3 separate regions of the Sus scrofa genome follow, and regions 1 and 3 are each linked to region 2. A link is a contact called in public HiChIP or PLAC-seq data. All regions are on one chromosome and are shown on one strand. The core of a region is the stretch at or near the end of the contact, and the rest is flanking DNA. Distances in the headings are between cores, read along the strand shown. Region 1 overlaps DOCK10 (dedicator of cytokinesis protein 10). Region 2 overlaps DOCK10 (dedicator of cytokinesis protein 10). Region 3 overlaps DOCK10 (dedicator of cytokinesis protein 10).

Evidence for each region. HiChIP or PLAC-seq counts read pairs in DNA pulled down with a chosen protein or histone mark.
Region 1: an H3K27ac HiChIP or PLAC-seq map of alveolar macrophages shows a contact between it and region 2. The contact joins two enhancer-like sites. A contact is called at or near these places in 2 of 47 Hi-C or Micro-C datasets (embryonic fibroblasts and skeletal muscle) and 1 of 2 datasets of contacts at active chromatin or transcription factors (alveolar macrophages).
Region 3: a contact with region 2 is called in an H3K27ac HiChIP or PLAC-seq map of alveolar macrophages. The contact joins two enhancer-like sites. A contact is called at or near these places in 18 of 47 Hi-C or Micro-C datasets (alveolar macrophages, blood, embryonic fibroblasts and 8 more) and 1 of 2 datasets of contacts at active chromatin or transcription factors (alveolar macrophages).

What each region holds. Positions count from the first base shown.
Region 1 is chr15:126,585,105-126,588,779 of Sscrofa11.1, forward strand. The region is part of intron 2 of DOCK10 (dedicator of cytokinesis protein 10); the gene reads right to left. Among named protein-coding and RNA genes, the nearest start is that of DOCK10, 120 kb to the right of the region's middle. Within about 2 kb of position 1,732, at least 19 of the 83 cell types and tissues checked have an H3K27ac peak or open chromatin away from gene starts, as enhancers often do. A contact at or near this core is called in alveolar macrophages, where this site is marked.
Region 2 is chr15:126,664,855-126,668,735 of Sscrofa11.1, forward strand. The region is part of intron 1 of DOCK10 (dedicator of cytokinesis protein 10); the gene reads right to left. Among named protein-coding and RNA genes, the nearest start is that of DOCK10, 45 kb to the right of the region's middle. Within about 2 kb of position 1,592, at least 4 of the 83 cell types and tissues checked have an H3K27ac peak or open chromatin away from gene starts, as enhancers often do. A contact at or near this core is called in alveolar macrophages, where this site is marked.
Region 3 is chr15:126,543,556-126,547,632 of Sscrofa11.1, forward strand. The region is part of intron 7 of DOCK10 (dedicator of cytokinesis protein 10); the gene reads right to left. Among named protein-coding and RNA genes, the nearest start is that of DOCK10, 170 kb to the right of the region's middle. Within about 2 kb of position 1,921, at least 7 of the 83 cell types and tissues checked have an H3K27ac peak or open chromatin away from gene starts, as enhancers often do. A contact at or near this core is called in alveolar macrophages, where this site is marked.

The DNA of each region.
Region 1 (3,675 bases), core at 482-2,981, 80 kb before region 2:
CACCACAGCTCGTGGCAACACCAGATCCTTAACCCACTGAATGAGGCCCGGGATCAATCCCACATCCTCATGGATGCTAGTCAGATTCATTTCTGCTGAGCCGTGACAGGAACTCCTACTGCTGTATTTCAGCGATCTACGAATAACTGATTTCCTGGTTGGACACATAATTTGCAGATACACAGTGTAACTTCACTGATTTCCAGGGAGTATTACATAATGTATTTGACTGTCAAGATTAAGAATTTTCCCCTGTAATTCAAAAGATTGTCTACAGTTCAGTCATTATTTCATAGTAATTTTATATAAAAGGCAAATGATTCTCTTTTTTTTCATTATCTGCTAGTTTCTTAGTGATTTCTTGCCTTGAAAAAGTAATAGGTGCCCTAAAATACTCAAAGTCTGATGGAGAGTAAAGTGGCCCAAATTTTAGTTTCCTGTTTAATGAGACCATAAATCTACTGTCCCACTAAGATCAGTGCTCTGTGGTATAATGCAATAGAATGAATGCGGAACTGGTTTAAGTTTGTTTTTTTTTTTTTTTTTTTTAATCTTAATGCTAAGTTTCTGGAAGGAGGGCTCAGGTTTCCAGTAATAATAATCACATGGCTACGTGGATTTATGATGTCATAGCATAAAGATTAGGGCCCCAAATACATAGACTAATACTCATATTCCATGTATGACATTCCACATCCATTCACACTGGGGTAATAAAAATGCATCATGGGGACAATCATATGGACAATGCATGTGTGATTACTGATGCCTTCTAATTAGGAAATGATGGTGATTCTTTACTAAACAAGGCAGCTGAGGCTGAGTCACCCTCCTATAACCACGTGATAAATCTCAAGCAGTATTCTACCACATGCATGGGGTCACTGCCTATCTAATACCTTACGCAGAGCACATAAGTACAAGAAAAGGAATGCCTGTATAATGGACACCTATAACATGCTATGGACCTCAGTTATAGCTTGTTGTAGTCCTGGAGAATGTGCCTGAAAAAGCAGAGGGCCTCCATAAAATTTCCACTTGGAGACTTGTAGGGCTTCTACTCATTTTTGATACCCTTTCCCCCCAGGTTTAACTGACCTTTAGCTGATGTACAATTTACATAAGTGACAGGTATATAACATAGAGAGTCACAATGTTTAAAAGAGCGACTACCACATCCTGGCTGTGTTGTACTCTCTGTCTTTGCAGCTCATGTATCTCATACATAATAGTCTCTGCTTCTCAATCCCATACCCGTCCTTCTCATTTTTGATTTCTGTTGAAGCAAAAATAAATTGGTCAAAGAAGAAGAAAAATACATCAAGTCATATTGGTTAAGAGTATTAATATGGTTACCAAGAATTGCTTTTCTGAGAACTAGGTACTTTCAGACCACTACAAATTGCCTTGGCCACATAGACTTCCTGTTCTCCTTTATACACCCTCTGGTCGACACTTAGTGTAGCTCAATAGCATGAAACGGATCCGAGACTGCACTGGAACTCAGCCGAGCTCCTCTTTTGATAATAGAGACTTATAAGGGGCCTATTGTCCAGAGGTTAGGAATTTGGAAATAAGAACTATCCTTTTTTTTTTTTTATGAAATGAGGCATGCAGGCCTCTGTTTATAGTTTCAGGTCCGTGATATACAGATACCTTGCACTACAGCCCTGCCACTTTCTGGTTCCTTCCACTCTGCCGTGGAGAGTCTTTGTGGCTTTTTATAGCCACCATTCTGCTGGTTAAAATGACTACAGGAGATTTCATTCTAAGCACACAGGGGCCATTTCTCAATTGGCCAAAGGCCACTGTCAAAGTCTAAGAAAGAAGCTGCTTTTCCTATCTTGGAGCTGAGCTAAGCTCCCTGTGACAGTATTGTAGAACCCAGCTGCTCAGAAAAGCAGACTGAAATGATGGTGTTCAGAGGAACCCATCAGTCTGAGCTGGAGAAGCCAACAAGTCACACAATAGGGACAATTAACCAACACTTCACAGTCAATTCCAATGTAAGCCTGGGTTTGAAAGGGATCTTCACCTAAAGTTCTCAAATTAAGACACTGATGCTGCCTTTTCTCCTCGTAGAGCAGACACTTATACTACATTTTTTACCCCTTTCAGAAGAATACTATGATTTCATTTTTTAAAAATATGTGAGAATTTCTCATTAATACCTTTCCTTGTGCTTTACATATGGAAAAGCACATACCTAAAGGTTGTCCTTGTTTTGCTGAAGTTAAACAGTATGGGAAATGCACAAATACTGAGCTGTTGCCCATAATCGGACTGCTGTCATCTTCTGGCCAAGTCAAGCATGGCGACCCATGCTTTGTAGTATTTACGTATATAATCAGGGGACTTTGGAGACTTAGTTCAAAGGTGTTTATGCTTGGACAGCAAAACACTGAGCAAGTCACTTCACTTTTTTTCCTGTGCTTCATTTTTCAGGGCTCCAACAATATAAAGATACTTATTACACCAGGGCCTCCCTTTGGCAAGGACTCAGAGGCTGTGGTCTGAGTTTTCTTTCCAAGGAGGCACAGGGAAGAAGCCTGCTCCGTGTGAGGCCTGCAGACACGGCCCCCTTGAGGAGCAACAGGCCTAAGAAATAAGCCAACCCACCGCAGCCAAGCCGCCACGGCATCTTTCCATATGTCTGCTCACATTCCTTCTTCTGTGCTAGGCTCCTTCCTGAACATGCCTTGGTTACCCAGTCTCCTCCGCCTCTCAGAAAATCCCTTTCTTTCCTTGCTCTCTCCTAATCTCAGATTTGGCAGTGGTGTCAGCTCCTTTTGAAAATTCTCTCTAATTCATCCAGCCTCCTTCTTCTTGTCTCTGAATTATATCATTTACTGCCTGAATCACCCATGAAGTCTTAACTATAGAAGACTCTAGACTCCAAAGCTCTGCAAATGATTAATTCAGCTAGTCATTTTATATGTGTGTTTTGCATGTAAGCAAGGCACATTAAATCTGGCTTGGGAATAAAATAGAACAGTAAATGAAATGTTTTGCCATGTTCTTTATTGCTTCTTTGGTATATTTTGTTATTCCTTTTAAAGAATGAAGGACTTGAATGCAGACCTGCTTTTTTATGATTTTTTTTGTATCCCATCTCTGACCACCTACATCACCCCATCTTAATGCCTAGAGCAATCCTTAAAAACAAACAAAAACAAAAAACCCAGCACTATTATTAAGATACAACTGACATGCTATCACATTCACACTTTTAAAGTATAAATTCAGTGGTTTTAAGTTTATGCATAGGATTACTTCACTATTTACTTTTAGAACATTTTCATTACCCCCAAAGACACCCCACATCCAGTAGCAGTTACTTCCCTTTCTCCATTCTCCCCAGCCCTTAGGCAACTCTAACCAGCTTTCTGTCTCTATAGATTTGCCTATTGTGAACATTTCATGTAGATGGACTCATATCATGGAAACTATTTTTTTTTAGAGCCGCACCCACAGAATATGGAGGTTCCAAGGCTAGGGGTTGAATTGGAGCTATTGCTGCTGTCCTATGCCACAGCCATAGCAACTCAGGATCTGAGCCACCACAACTCACGGCAATGCCAAAACCCTTAACCCACTGAGCTAGGCCAGGGATGGAGCCTACGTCCTCACGGATACTCGTAGGGTTTCTTACTGCTGAGCCATGTCGGGAATTCC
Region 2 (3,881 bases), core at 342-2,841:
ACCTGCAGCATATGGAAGTTCCCAGGCTAGGGGTCAAACAAGAGCTGCAGCTGAAGCCTATGCTGCAGCCACAGGAATACCAGATTCGAGTTGCATCTGCCACCTATGCTGCAGCTTGTGGCAACGCTGGATCCTTAACCCACTGAGGGAGGCCTGGGATGGAACCCGAATCCTCGTGGGGACTATGTCAGGTTCTTAACCAGCTGAGCCACAAGAGAACTCCCCAAGAGGCAAATGCTTTAACAGGGCAAGAAAAACCCACTTTATTCCCTCTCTCTCCTTTTTTCTTTTTCTTTATTGTGGTAAGAACTCTCAACATGAGGTCTACTCACCTAATCGACATTGAAGTGTGCAGTACAGTATTATTATCTATGGGCAGAGATACTTTGTATAGCAGATCTCAAGAACCTACTCAACTTACACAACTGAACTTCATACCCACTGACCAGCAACTTCTCTTTCCCGCTCCACCAGCCTACTTTTCTTTTTTTAAAAAAGCAGACTTACTTTTTAAGAGCAACCAAGCCCACTTTTCAATGGTTTTGTCTTGAGCATTTCCTGTCCACAACTCATGGAAAAGAAACATAGTGCCCACCCCATTTGGAGGCCAACAGAATTTCAACACATTCGCAATGCCTAGAAGGTGTCCTCAGTAAGAGCAGGAAGAGGAAGAAGAAGGGCTTGAGAATGATGAGTCCATCGGCCAGCCATGGCCTTTGGAGAAAGATGCTTTACAACAGTGCTCTAGCTCCTCCTAGAAAGAAATGCCATTGCTAGAAAGTGGTGTGTTAACCTGGCGTTGAAGGAGTTAACCTATGTTTAGAGCTGGTTAGTGTCAACAGTGGGGAGTCAAAGAGTATTACAGGCAGTGATAGCTTATCAGTATTTTGAAATGATTAGCTTTAAAGTGATTGGTTGGCTAATAATAGCAGACATAATAGTAGTAGTTTTGGTGATTTTTCAGGGTATGTGTATTTACCAACAAGTACACAGGAGGCAAGAGCAGGTGCTGGGACTTTGGTAAACCATGAGCAGGCTTATTAGAGGTGTGCCACTGTATACCAGAGTGCCTAAAATCAAGTTTTATTTAAAGTACCATGAGGGGCAGTTTATTCCGCCAGGAGAGTTAGACATGGTTTCTTTTTCTTTCTTTTCTTTCCTTTTTTTTTTTTTGGTCTTTTTTGCCTTTTCTAGGGCCGATCCCAGGGCATATGGAGGTTCCTAGGCTAGGGGTCTAATCGGAGCTGTAGCCGCCATCCTACACCAGGGCCACAGCAATGCCAGATCCAAGCCGCATCTGCAACCTACACCACAGCTCACGGCAATGCCAGATCCTTAACCCACTGAGCAAGGCCAGGGATTGAACCCGCAACCTCATAGATCCTAGTCGGATTCGTTAACCACTGAGCCACGACGGGAACTCCTAGATGTGGTTTCTTAGAAGCTAAAAGATTTGAGCTGGACCTTGAAGGATGGATACATAATGCCTGGGAAGGAAAGTGAAGAAAAATCTTTCAAACATGAAAGGCACCCTGCTCCTGCAGACAAACATGCTTCTCTGCCTGATGCTAAAATCTCTTCATATAAGCACCGCCCTCTGGTGTCCATTGTGAGAAGAGGCCTCAAGAGCAAACATTCATCCTCTTTGCTGCATTGTTGTGTAAGAATGACCAAATTGTCATCCTCAGTATCATTTCATCATAGTATCATTTCTTCAGATCTCATCCCTAAGTGGCATGAGGAATAAAAGCAGATACTAGCCAGGAATTGCAACCAGGAATTGCTACAACAGTACCAACGGCCACACACAAAGCTTCCTTGATGAGTTTATGCAGAAGCAAACCTGGTTCTTCTTAGAGCCCTTTATTGACAGACATGAACGAGAACTAGATCTATTAATTTCTCTGGCCTTAGTGGTTGATTATTTCTTTGGCCTCAGCTGTTCAGCTTTCTTTTAGAAGTGACTAGATTAAGATTCAGAAAGTGTTTTAGTGACTGCTCATCACAGTATGACAAGAGCCAGACACAGGCTCAGACAGACGAATGGATACATCCACAGAGGCAGAAGGACAGAAACCAGTACTCGACATCTCATCCCCCATGGCTCCCAGAAAGGGTCTGGAGTGTTGGCAGGTGCTCAGAACACACTGAAGAATCAGTATGAACCAGATCGGTGTTGCCTGCCCTGGGGTGGACAGGTAAGAACTGATGAAAGAGGGAGAAAACTTATAAGGGGACAAATGCCATCTCTAATAACGAATGGAAAGGAATTTCAGAAGGCTACAGTTTTGAGTTGGGAGTTCGGAATAAATACCCTCAAGGAGAGTTTGAGCTCCCTGGGGGGTGGGGTGGGCTTTCTTCCACCAGAAGAGGGATCTGAGGCGCAGAATTATCGCTGGCAGTGCAGTCCTCTCAATGAGAATCCGAGTAAAGACCCACAATCCTGAAGTCATGCTCTACTGATTTCACTGACTTCATTTTTAATCAAATGAATTGTTTGTTCAAAAAACGGCACATCCAAAGCCCAGAAATACTCTCCATTTATTTCAGTCTCAAATAAAAGGTTTTCTCTAATAGCAGTCCTCGTTCCAAATCTTATAGAGTGGAGTGGCTGGCATTTCACTAGCATCCTTGATCCCTCATGACCTTTCCTGGCTGCTAAAACTATGAGAAATATTGTTTCTTTAAAGCTCTATGATCTGCATGTATCCTGATAATAGAGGCTCCATGGCTTCCAAGCCACTTTGGGGAGAGAAGCCATGATTCTCACATGAAATGTTCAAAGGCATTATAACTTTATATCTTTTACATCACTTAAATCTTAATGTTTAAATGCAGTCCTACAACTGCCCCCCTCAGGTCTAATTTTATAGAGCCCACTGCTCAGTTCGGATAGTCTAGCAAAAATAAACATCGAAATTAAAAACCAAGAAGCTGTTCGATGATCATAAAAAGAATGAGGGCTAACATTTCTTGAACATGTCCTATTTGCTTAGTTTTTCCTTTTTCAATCTGTGATGTAAGTGTGTGATTAGGTCTTGTAGTGGGTTGAAGGTGGCTCTCAAAGAGACGCGCCACAATTTTAACCGCTGGAACTGGCGAATGGAAACTTATCTGGCAAAAGGCTCTTTGCAGATGTCATTACAGTTAAGGATTTTAGAGGAAGCCGTATTGAACCCACTGATAAGCATCCTTGTAAAGGACAGTAGAGGGAAGAACAGAAAGAAGAGAAGGCGATGTGAGGATGGATGAGAAAGGAGTTTTGCTGCCACAAGCCAAAGCGATGCCTGGAGCCACCGGAAACTGGAGCAGGTAAGGAAAGACATGCCCAGAGAACATTCAGAGGGAACGCAGACCTGCTAACTACTAGATTTGCTGACTACCTCTGGCCTGTGAGAAAGTTCCATTGTTGTCCTAAGCTGCTCATTTGTGATTTGGTTGCCTTGAGACAATAACACATCCCTACTTTAAAGTTGAGGAAGCTGAAGCTCAGAGAGGTTAAATACCTATGCAAGGCCACACAGCTGGCTAGCACTAACACGTGGTCGAGCCATGTTCGAATTCACCTTTCCGACTCAAAAAATCCATGCTTTAAGCATAAAGCCACAGACCTGGCCTAACAGTCTAGAGAGCATTCACTTTCCAAAGGAAAAAAACAAGAAAGCTGAGAGCATGCTGATACAGAATTTCAGGGCAGTCCTTGCAGCAGCTTCCTTCCTGCCTCCAGAATCAATTGTTTGCATTAAAAGGGCCATCGGGGTCTGTCCATCAGCAGTTTAGTCCATGTGCAGCCCTGCTTCCCAACTCAGGGGTAAAGCAGTCCCACCCCTGGCCCCCAGAGGAGCGGTCCCGGCCCTGCTTTATTTTTCTAATCACACGTA
Region 3 (4,077 bases), core at 671-3,170, 120 kb before region 2:
ACCTCCTCCATCTTGAAATCCATCCATCTCCTAGTTTCTGTGACTACACTCCCTTCTGGTTTTCTTTCCTCCTGAACGGCTACTAGTTTTCACCCCTCCTGGCTCTTCCTTATCCTGGTGACTTGAAATGCTAACCTCAGCTCTGCCTTAGACTCCTTTCTGTCTCATCTGGTCCAATGGCTTTAAATGGCATCCATAGGCCAAGGACCCCCAATTCCTTTCTCTGGCTCTGGCCTCTCCATCTACCCCCAGACTTTTCTAACTGGACACCTCAAATTTGCATTTCGTGACCGGGCTTTATTCTAGGTCCCTGTATCTGCTCCAATCACAGGTTCTGTTTCTGCCACAAGGGCCTGAAACAACCCCTTGACCCCAAGGGGCACCCGTGCATTCACGTACACAGCATGGCGTTTCCCCTCATGCGCTACGGTGGCTTGTATTCACTCTTCAAATCGGAACTGAAATTGCATTTGCTCGGGGAACCTTCCCCAGTTCTCCACTTAAGACAAGGTCCTTGTCCTCCAGGGCACTGGAGCATGCCAAAGGCATAGGAGCATATGCTTATCACCTGCATTTATTGATGTGACCATCCCAGTTTTCCCTCACGGCTGCCTCCACAAAGGCTGGATCACCACTCTGTCCTGCAACAGGGCCGTCACATAGAAGGGTTCGACAACAAGTTCAAAACAGTCATATTTTATGAATGGGACAATGCAGGATGCTATTCTTAGGCATGAATGAATGATGGAAGGAGTACACCAACAAATTAGAATGGGATCATGTGATAAGTAGCTACTTTAGACTGGACTTTCACGGAAGGTGAAATCTGTGAAAAAGAGTGAGCTGTTTAAAGATTGGAGAGGCATATGTAAAGTAGAGGGAACATGAAAGCAAATTATTACGGCAGTTTTATATATTTCTGCCAGGAGATCAGAAATATAAGTGTGGGCGTTCCCTTCATGGCTCAGCAGTTAATGAACCTGACGAGCATCCGTGAGGATGTGGGTTCGATCCCTGGCCTTGCTCAGTAGGTTAAAGATCTGGTGTTTCCATGAGCTGTGGTGTAGGTCACAGATGTGGCTTGGATCCTGCATTGCTGTGGTATAGGCTGGCAGCTACAGCTCCGACTGGACCCCTCGCCTGGAAACTTCCATATGCCATGGGGTGTGGCCCTAAAAAGCAAATACACATATATATTCTACAACCTGGGGTGGGTTGTAAGAATTATGGAAGAAATTCCACCTTTAATTCACCTCCAGATAACTCTGATAACACGTATGTAACTCTTACACTATTCTAAAACCTTTAGGTCACTCACAACTGTACTAAAGCAAAACCTATACTTTTAAGATAAGTAAATACAAATAAGAGTAGAACAAGAAGATGAGATCCTTACTCTTCCGATTGAGAATGAGGGGTATAAAACAGATCTAGTACTGTTTGATGATATCACACAAAAGTGGAAAACTACTGTTCGGTTTTTATTTTACTAAGGTCCAGGAAATTTCAAATCATAAATGTTACCTAAAGCCTCTTAGAAATTTGGGTCAGGATTTCTCTCGAATTGAAGTTTCCCTTGAAATATATTTCTAAGAATTCCAAGGATTATTCTTATGAAGATACAATGATATAGATCTGGCCTGAAGGAAGTGAACTAAAATGGTCTGCTCACTAAAGACTGTTATGAACTTGAACGCCCTAAGAATAGCCGGATGGTTGGTAGCACTTTCTGAGGCAAAGTCTTTTGTTCCTCTTTTCTGTTTTATTCAAGGGAAACTGACAGCGATTCTTGACAAAATAGGTCTGACTCATCCTATTATTCATTTGCTTTTTGCTTCTGTGTGTACATGTTTCATCTCCAGGCACATTTTGTGCCGGAGAGCTTGCTAGAACACTGACTAATCTTGCACTACCTCATTCAGAATCCTCTTTCCAGATGCAAAAACTTACAAATCAGAAAGAGCTGTAAGCAAATATGTAAGAACAGGCAGATATGAGGTGACAAAGCACAAAGATGTCTAACTTCCCAAAGTGATCTCAAGAAGCTAAAGCTTCTTCCCTCTACAAAGGGTAACAAGTTCTTCATAAAGAGAAATAAAAACAAAGGGATAGAGTACGCACTCTTTAAAATATATAATACATGTTCCCAGATATTCGAACGGCTACCTATTGTAAAATCAAGTAGGATTATTCAATTGTGCTTTAATGTGCAAAATCTACCTTGGGCATTCCTACATATATATATATGCTCGTTTTGTTCTATGCATCTTTGCATCCAACCCAGAAGAGCTTATCATTGCTCTATGTTCCTAGAACATTCCATTCAAAGTGCCATTTATACCTCCATTATGGCTCTTGAGACACTGTGTAATACTTTTATAATAGCCTATGTCCGTCTCTGGTTATGACATCAGCAAAGAATTCCCAATGCTCAAGCATGTCATAAACACGAAGTAAGTTTATTGGATGAACGAATAAAGAAATGGATAAATTAGCATGTTTCAGTAGATACTTCAGGAAGGTGAATCGATATTTTCTAAGAGGGCTTTCCTGCAATGGGACGTTTATGTCTCAAAGTTGTGACCTTTGTAATTAGAGGAAAGACCAGTAAAGGGTGGCTGAGGACACACTATGTCCCAGATCCTTTTCACATGTTAGCACATTTATTTTAGTTTTACAGATGAGAAACCAGAAATCAAAGAGCTTGAGTAACTTACACAAAGCTCCCAAATAGTAAAAGTTCACCATCGACCTGTACAAACCCGAGCTTATATTTTCCCACAGAAGATGTTCTCCTTCCAAGGCACCACTTAAGCAGTGATTGAACCACAGTCTGAGAGGTGATGGAGAAGGGGGCCCTGTAGTGGAAGGTCAGGTTAGAGTACCAACTAACCCTGTGCGTTCAACACTTACATTCTTCTTGGGAGAAGAAATGATACAATAATTTGTATCTTGGCAAACCGAATGCACAACAAGGGCTACAACTTCTTGAAAGACGATGACACATTTGCTAGAGCAAGTTTTGTTTGTTTGTTTGTTTGTTTTTGTTTTTTGTCTTTTTAGTTCCACACCCATGGCATATGGAAGTTTCCAGGCTAGGGGTCGAATCTGAGCTGCAGCTGCCAGCCTACACCACAGCCACAGCAATGCCAGGTCCAAGCTGCATCCGTGACCTACACCACAGCTCATGGCAATTGCTGGATCCTAGACCCACTGAGCGTGGCCAGGGATCAAACCTGTGTCCTAATGGAAACTCATCAGTTTCATTATCACTGAGCCACCATGGGAACTCCTGCAAGAGCAAGTTCAGAAGTACAAATGGAAAAGAAAATATTTAAGTTTTTCAGTCCACCTCTACAAAATGGAGTTACTGATCTTTAACCTATTGCAAAAGTATTACTTCGTATTTCTAAAGCCAAAGAGCCTCCTCTGTGACCAACAAAATAAAACTACCTCCACCCTCCATTGAAATCCTTATTGCCCTTCCCATATGGAAGGTTGGCATCTGTATTAAAAAGCAATTATCTTTCACTTCCAGTGGAATGCTCAGCAACACTTAATTAATTCTTTCCTTTTAAAGTTCAGCATTATGACTTTCTGGAGAAATTCCAGATTTTAACAGATAAACCATCCAGAAATAGACCAGGCTTGAGTGACTGGAAAGGACTCTATTTTGCATCTACACATCCAAGTGCCCCTGTATTGACTCAAGATGTAACCTCAGCCATGTACCAAGCTATGTGAATGCCCATGGCTGCACAAAGAATTGTTCCTAGTGGCCTGTGACCTAAAACAGAGTCCTCAACCTCAATGAGCCAGCATCTGAAATCTGGGGTAAGATCGCTAAAACGCTTGATTGCTTCAATTCTTACGTAAGAGAGAAGAAGGATAGCTATTTCATCAGAGTAGAAAGAACACATTTTTTTTTAAATAAGGTGTTCAAATGAGGCCTATGGAATTATTCTGCTTCCCTGTGCCACAGTGGTCCATGTCACATTGAATACAAAGGACAATAATTTGGGGACTGGACTGAGTGCTTGCAGAACAGCATTGTCTGTTAAAAGCATTGTGTCTGTT